Regions from separate parts of the Capra hircus genome. Here region 1 is linked to region 2. A link is a contact called in public Hi-C data. All regions are on one chromosome and are shown on one strand. Each heading gives the region's core, a stretch centred on a gene start, on an enhancer-like site or on the middle of the called end of the contact. The rest is flanking DNA. Distances are from core to core; before and after follow the strand shown. Region 1 holds the start of SCIMP (SLP adapter and CSK-interacting membrane protein). Region 2 holds the start of C1QBP (complement component 1 Q subcomponent-binding protein, mitochondrial).

The links. A called contact is a pair of places that touch in the nucleus more often than the background predicts.
Region 1: a contact with region 2 is called in a Hi-C map of blood, with 4 times the contacts expected there. The contact joins the promoter of SCIMP here to the promoter of C1QBP in region 2. A contact is called at or near these places in 2 of 5 Hi-C or Micro-C datasets (both in blood).

Annotation. Positions count from the first base shown.
Region 1 is chr19:26,085,740-26,089,760 of ARS1.2, reverse strand. SCIMP (SLP adapter and CSK-interacting membrane protein) reads right to left here and starts at 2,025. Exons shown (of 5, transcript XM_013972056.2): 1 at 1,906-2,025. The coding sequence starts at 1,947.
Region 2 is chr19:25,926,896-25,930,810 of ARS1.2, reverse strand. It overlaps C1QBP (complement component 1 Q subcomponent-binding protein, mitochondrial), which reads right to left and starts at 2,542. Exons shown (of 6, transcript XM_018064467.1): 1 at 2,191-2,542; 2 at 1,426-1,576. The coding sequence starts at 2,413. It overlaps RPAIN (RPA-interacting protein), which reads left to right. Exons shown (of 8, transcript XR_001296867.2): 8 at 1-1,096.

The DNA of each region.
Region 1 (4,021 bases), core at 776-3,275, 160 kb before region 2:
AAGGAACAGAACGCTGACTTATATCTAGACTATAGCCGCATCATGTAATACTTGAAGGTGTGCCAGGAGAACGACTGGGAGAAAGCCCAGAAAGGTGAATTGAGATTGTTCGGTGAGTAAGAGTAGGGTCCTTCTTTCTTTCCCTCCCACCCAGCCTTGCTATGAGGCATAAAGCAAACACATTTTTGAAAATGTAGGCATCATGTTTTACAAGAGCTTCTGCTTCCTGCTCTCAAACAGGTCAATTTTCTAATATTTTTGAGATGTTTGGGGTGATGGGTTAGCAGAGCTCTCCAGAGCTGCAGGTCATTCAGGATTCTTAGTGAGTTTATCCCAGGATTTCTACAACCGAGCAGTCCTTCCTTGGGTCCAACCAAGTTTCTACTTGCCTTTGCTTGTAAGGGTTAGTCACTCAGTCACGTCTGACTCTTTGGGACCCCAGGGACTGTAGTCCACCAAGCTCCTCTGTCCATGGAATTCTCCAGGTAAGAATACTGGAGTGGGTTGCCATTCCCTCCTCCAAGGGATCTTTCTGACCCAGGGATCAAACCCAGGTCGCCTGCATTGCAGGCAGATTCTTTATCGCTTAGCCACCAGGGAAGCCCCTCGCTGTTGCTTACTTTCCCCTGTTTGTTTGGCTCTGAGAATATGAGGGAAACTTGGACCTGTCACCCAGGGGCTCTCTGGCAGGAATGCCGGCCTCATGTTGAGTAGATGGAAGAGATCAGGGATGCTGGTGCCCTGAAGACAGCAGCGATGTCTGTATTTCTATGTCTAGAATGTACTTACATCAAAATAAAACATAGGCAACTTTCCGAAACAGCTATGCCTAAGAAACAATGACCAGAAGGCAAGACAGTAGCACCCTCTTTACTGTGATTGTTGTGAGGTGGTGGGATCAAGGGTCATTGTTTCCCCTATTGCCTTGCAGTTTTCAAATTTTCAGAAAGAGAAAAAGAAAGAGATGCTAAAAAAAAAAAATTATTCAAAAAAAGCTCCAGTACTCTTGCCTGGAAAATCCCATGGATGGAGGAGCCTGGTAGGCTGCAGTCCATGAGGTCTCGAAGAGTCGGACATGACTGAGTGACTTCACTTTCACTTTTCACTTTTATGCATTGGAGAAGGAAATGGCAACCCACTCCAGTGTTCTTGCCTGGAGAATCCCAGCGACAGGGGAGCCTGTGGGGGTCGCACAGAGTTGGACATGACTGAAGCGACTTAGCGGCAGCAGCAGCAGCAGCCCTTGTCTTCTGCAGGCTCAACAATCCCCACTTCTGATGCTTCCTTAGAGGTTCACACATGCAGAGGGACCAGGAAAGGGAGTGACATGAAGGACAACTGTTGCATGAGAAGGGGGGAGTGAAAAGGACAAAGCTGAACCCAGGCCCCCACCGCAATAATTTTTTCCAGAAGGCGAAAGTAGATGGCTCAATGGAGGTCTTGACTCTGATGCCTCTAAAAGAGAGGTCCCTGAATGCTAGAGACACAGTGACAAAGACACCAGGGCTGTTCGTGCTCCTTCCAGGGCTTCAGGGGGAGCCCCAAGTTCACAGAGTTAGTGCCTCAATCTCCACTCTCCCTCCAGCACAGACGCATGGAGGGTCCCTGCATGGGTCAGGTACCCAAACTCACCATCAGAATCCAGAGAATGATTACAACCTCCTCATAGTACACCCGTCTCACTCCCAAGCAGCCTGAGAAGCAGGCCTCTTCATAACCCCACCATACATACGAGGAGGCCCCAGGAGCTGGAGATGACCTTGAGGTCATCCAGCCAGCCCCAGCAGGGTGGTTTCTTCAAGGCCAGTTTTTCTCCAGCCCCACCCAGTGGTCCCCAGGCCCCAGGCTACAATCCCCCATCCCAGCCCTGGTGATCATCTGCCTTGACAGGGCCCAGGTGCTTACCTGAGTTGCAGGAGGTCCAGATGTGAGCAGCTGAGGGGCCATCAGTGCTCTGAAGGCCGTGGCTCGGCACAACTGGGGAGAGGCAGTCCCTTGCCCACAGGCCTTCCACCCAGCCCGAGCTGTGAGTGCCAGCCTGACCACACTTCCCCTTTATGCTCAGCCCACCAGGGAGAGGCCCAGACATCATCACCAGGCAACCAATTCCTTTTCTAGGAGCCAGATTCTTCTTGCTGCTCCTGTGTTCCTGCAAGGCCCACCAGTAGACCATCCTGTGATGGAGAGGTCGGGCCCCAGGGTTTCTGAGGGTGTGTGACACACTGCACCAAGAAGTGGGTTCAAGTGACCACTGGACTGAATTGTCTTTCCCATACCACCACTGCCTCCGCAATGGGGGCCACGGGTGGGGAAGTCAGCTAACCATTCTGTGGCGTTCCCCACAGATGAGCCTGCCCTGAGCACCCTGGAACTCCAGAAAAGCTGAGGGAACCTGACAACCCCCCAGACTCAGAGACAGACGTGGGTAAGAAACCAGTTCACACGTATTAATATAAAGGCTGTTCCCCAAGGAAGACAGCTCTCATAAGCCCACGGGGGGCCCTGGCACTCTGACCCAGCTTTTGCTTGTGTTTCTGAGGGTGTGTGACACACTGCATCAAGAAGTGGGTCCGAGTGACCACTGGACTGAATCGTCTTTCCCACAACACCACTGCCTCTGAAATGGGGGCCGCGGGTGGGGAAGCCAACCAACCATTCTGTGGAATCGACTGTTCTGACTGAGTGGTCACGTCAGTAAAAACAGCCAAACTGGTACGCATTGTGTCTGCCTGGAGTGAAAAAGTTCCGATTACTTCCAACCATAATGACAATACCCTGGGATGTCTGGTAAACAGGTAACAACAGGCTATCGGGAGACAAAAAGATTCCTGAAATTTGTAGTGTTTGCTTATTTCCATGACATAAATATCCTCACCGGGGCCAATTTGAAGTAACTGACGGGAGTGACTGGACTTGGCACTGGGAGGGGGCGCACATAATTGTCAGCTCACCACAGAAGTGATAAATCCCACTATGGAGTATCCCAAAGTAGGTGCCAATGCTTTGGCCACCTGCTGCAAAGAACTGACTCATAAGACTCTGATGCTGGGAAAGATTGAAGGCGGGAGGAGAAGGGGACGACAGAGGATGAGATGGCTGAATGACATCACTGACTCAATGGACATGAGTTTGAGTAAACTCGGAGCTGGTGATGGACAGGGAGACCTGGCGTGCTGCAGTCCATGGGGTCGCAGAGTCGGACATGAATGAGTGACTGAACTGAACTGAATTGAGGGAGTATCCCCCTTCTGGGAATCAGGACCCAAAATCGGTACTCTTATCTCACCTTATCTTCACTTATTTGGAAGATTATTGTCTCCATTTTACACGTAAGAATATCGAGGTTCTGGGTGGTTACATCAGGAATCAGCTCTGCACAGCCCAGGAAAGACCTTCAACCCAGGTCTGTCCATTTACAAAAGTCTAGGTTCTTTCTTATTAAGGTTGATCCAAAACTTAGCTGCTCAAAAACTTCTCTAAGAGCAAATGGCACATGATCTTTCAAGAAGTGAATAAATGCTTCGGTGGGTAGAACTTATCTTCTGCTACTCCTTGGTGACTCCTTGGTTTGTGTCTCATTGACTCATGCCATAAATGATTTTGCTAAGCCTTTGGGATGGCCATGTTGAGCTGAGATGCAGTGAACTTGGTCAACCCACTGCTTCCCACAATGCACTTGGCACAGCACATCCAAGCAGGGGCATCAGGAGGTCCAAATGCTGGACTCCGTCTGCCAACAACTTCCTACGTGAACCCTTAGCCTCCCTGGGCCTCAGTTTCCTTGTTTGTAAAATAGAAGAATTTGATAAACAAGAAGGTGCTTCAGAGATTGTGCCCTGAATCTCTCTTCCATTATTGTCTGCTCTCTGCAGCTGGGACAGGATACCTCCTCAACTACCCTCCTCAACCCTGGACCTCAGCACAGACCTGGGCACAACTGAAAATGCCTAATGGATACATGTCAACTGAAAAAAGAAGCCAAGTCATCTACAGGGAAAATAAGTGAGTTACATACCCAAAG
Region 2 (3,915 bases), core at 1,293-3,792:
ATTAGAAGAAAATCTGCCTGAGAGGAAGAGAAGGAGCACCAGAGGGCTGTGGCATCAGCTGAGGATGGAGAGTAGCCCTGGCCCCAGGAAGGGGAGGCCTCACAAGGACACCACATAGGGGAGTTCTCTGGTGGGCCAGGGGTTAGGACTTGGTGTGTTCACTGCCATGGCCTGGGTTTGATCCCCGGTCAGGGAACTAAGATTCCCAGAAGCAGTGTGGCAAAAAAGAAAAAAGAATATGCTGCTGGACAGTTTTATTCTTCAGAGCAGATGTAGGAAGTTTAATAAATGACAAGGCAGGCCACAAACACCACCTAATGACAATTTTAACTTGCAAGAATCTTCACCTGACATATCATATTCCAAAATTTGAACTGAAAATTGAGTGACACTTGGAACGAGCACTGCTAGGTTGCAGACAACGCTGCCCTCTGAAGCCATGGTAACTGGCACCTTGACAGACAAGAGGTTTGATGTACAGGCACAAAAATCTGTCTAAGCTGTGACAGTGTGGACCAAACTGACCCCTGGACAGAGAAATGCAGCTATGTTCAGCAGCACATTATAATGGTCCCAAACTGCCTATGACTTCGCCTAGGAGAGTGGTTTGGGTCACGTTACAGACCACACAATTGACCTATGAAGGGGAAAATGCTACACTACTAGGCAAAAGCACCAGCCGGCTGCTTCACAGCGCATGCGAAACTTCAAAGTGGACCGTGGATTTAAAACAGCTTAAGCAGGCCAAAAGCGTCCCTCTTTTCTAATGAAAAACTATACTTCAACTCCACCCTGTTAATTATCTTGCTTTCTCAACTGTAAACAGAACGGGGGCTTTATTTTCCTCAGCCAGAGCCTGAGCGTAGTAGACCCAGCAGAGTAAATCCGATTCTGTTGGCAGTGCCGGAATCTCTGAATTTGCATGCCTAGTTGTGGGCAAGGCACAGCCTCACTCACCAGGAAGGGCTCAGTGACTGCTGCCTCTACTGGTCCAGAAGACTCCCAGTGGCTTGGCTTCAGTGCTACTGGGGTGATGTTCAGGCACTCAGTCATATCTGACTCTGCAACCCCATGGACTCCCTGCCAGACTCCTCTGTCCATTGGATTTTCCAGTCAAGAATACTGGAGTGAGTTGCCATTTCAGACTCACGCCTCCTCCTTTGGCAGGTGGGTTCTGGACTGCCAAGCCACTGGGGAACCCCGCTACTAGCTTACTGTCTCCTTGTTAACCACCACAGCACATTACTGTGCAGTGAATAAGCAAAAAGGAGCCTAAGAAGATATCCAAATGATTCATACCATCTCTGGGAAACCAGGAGTCAGTTAAGCACCTGTCTTAACTAAAAGTTGTTGTGGATACCTCACAGCAGGTCCTGCAGGTTTAAGGATGTGGTCCCCTGGGCTCCATAGGTCCCTGGTACTTACTTTTCTCCAGCAACTTTCCGCACTAATTTGGCTTCCGTCCCATTCACTTCCAATTCCCAACCTCCTGACATTTTGGGGAGAGACTTATATTTCTGTATCTTCTTTTCCTCCTTGATCTCATCGCTGAGGAAGTCAACAAAAGCTTTGTCTCCTACAATGGAAATAAGTTACAGAAAGAGCCAATTAGTCTAAAATGGAAAATGACCCCGTTACTACAAGCAGAGACCAGGACTTAGCCTGTTTTTTCCTAATACTTCTATTAATGATGGCTCTGTGGACTCAGCCCAACTCATATCCATTAAACCTCAATTCCTTCATCTGTAAAAATGTAAGCTATCAGTGGGAAGCTGAGCATGGATTCTAGGAAAGTGATCCAGAATAATGAACTTCTCACGACGTTTCAAAATAAGGCAAAAAAAAAAAAAAAGTCGCCACTACCCTTTCACTTGCCAAGAAACATCACCACGCTACTTCTAACCGCGACCTTGGGCTTTCGCAAAGTTCCATTTTCGAGAGACTGAGGTAAAGCCGGCCTCCAGGACTTTACAGTATCTCTCCCCGCAGCCAAACAGGGGTGGGGGAGGACGGGAAATGTTACTACGCGTGGGTTTAACTAGCAGGTCGACCATCACTGGGAGAATGTTCCGGACCTCAGGAGCGGCTCCGGACTGTCCATTCAGGTGGTCTACACCTCCCAGCCCCTAACACCCCGCCCCACCTAGGCCCACGCCCCTCACGCCCCCGGCCCACGTGCATGAGTCTCACCTTCGGTGTGCAGTCCGCTACAGCCGCAGCCGCAAGCGCAGGGCCCCCGAGGCTTCAGGAGGCCGGGCAGCTGAACCGACCCCGCGCGCACGCTCAGCAGCCCGAAGGGCCGGGCGCATGGCCGGGACGCGGGCTGCAGAAGCGGCAGGGAGGGCGCGGCGGCGCGGAGACCAGCGACGGCAGAACCCAGGACGCGGGGCACGCAGCGCAGCAGCTGGAACATTTTGGAAGCGGAGGCGGTGGCGAACACGTGCAGATTCGAAATACAACTCTCGCTTAGAAGGACAACTCCTTGCCGCTGCGCCCCCTAGATCTGGGACCGCCGCCGGAAGTCCCGCCCCACAGCCGGGAAGTGCTTCCGCGCCGCCGCCTTGCAGACCAGAAGGCACAGTGGGCAGGACCCTGCCCTCTGCTGGTGGCCTCCGTGTAGCCTCCCAGGGAGGCTTGGAATCTGATTCCTAAACTTAAGTTCTGCAGCAACAGGAATCTTCAGGAACTAAAGAAGTTTAGGAATCCTGAAATGGGAAATCAAGTGGGCCTTAGGAAGCATCACTACGAACAAAGCTAGTGGAGGGGATGGAATTTCAAATCCTGAAAGATGATGCTATGAAAGTGCTGCACTCAATATGCTAGCAAATTTGGAAAACTCAGCAGTGGCCACAGGACTGGAAAAGCTGTTTTCATTCCAGTCCCAAAGAATGTTCAAACTACTGCACAACTGCACTCATCTCACACGCTAGCAAAGTAATGCTCAAAATTCTCCAAGCCAGGCTTCAACATTATGTGAACTATGAACTTCCAGATGTTCAAGCTGGATTTAGAAAAGGCAGAGGAACCAGAGATCAAATTGCCAACATCCGCTGGATCATGGAAAAAGCAAGAGAGTTCCAGAAAAACATCTACTTCTGCTTTATTGACTACACCAAAGCCTTTGACTGTGTGGATCACAACAAACTGTGGAAAATTCTGAAAGAGATGGGAATACCAGACCACCTTACCTGTCTTTGAGAAATCTGTATGCAGGTCAAGAAGCAACAGTTAGACCTGGACATGGAACAACAGACTGGTTCCAAATAGGAAAAGGAGTAAGTCAAGGCTGTATATTGTCACCCTGCTTATTTAACTTCTATGCAGAGTACATCGTGCGAAATGCGGGCTGGATGAAGCACAAGCTGGAATCAAGATTGCCAGGAGAAATATCAATAACCTCAGATATGCAGATGACACCACCCTTATGGCAGCAGGTGAAGAACTAAAGAGCCTCTTGATGAAAGTGGAAAGGAGAGTGAAAAATTTGCCTTAAAACTCAACATTCAGAAAACAAAGATCATGGCATCTGGTCCCATCACTTCATGGCAAATAGATGGGGAAACAATGGAAACAGTGAGACTTTATCTTCTTGGGCTCCAAAATCACTGCAGATGGTGACTGCAGCCATGAAATTAAAAGACGTTTGCTTCTTGGAAGAAAAACTATGACCAATCTAGATAGCATATTAAAAAACAGAGACATTGCTTTGCCTACAAAGGTCCATCTAGTCAAAGCTATGGTTTTTCCAGTAGTCATGTATGGATGTGAAAGTTGGACTATAAAGAAAGGTGAGTGCCGAAGAATTGATGCTTTTAAACTCTGGTGTTGGAGAAGACTCTTGAGAGTCCTCTGGACTGCAAGGAGATCAAACCAGTCCATCCTAAAGGAAATCAGTCCTGAATATTCATTGGAAGG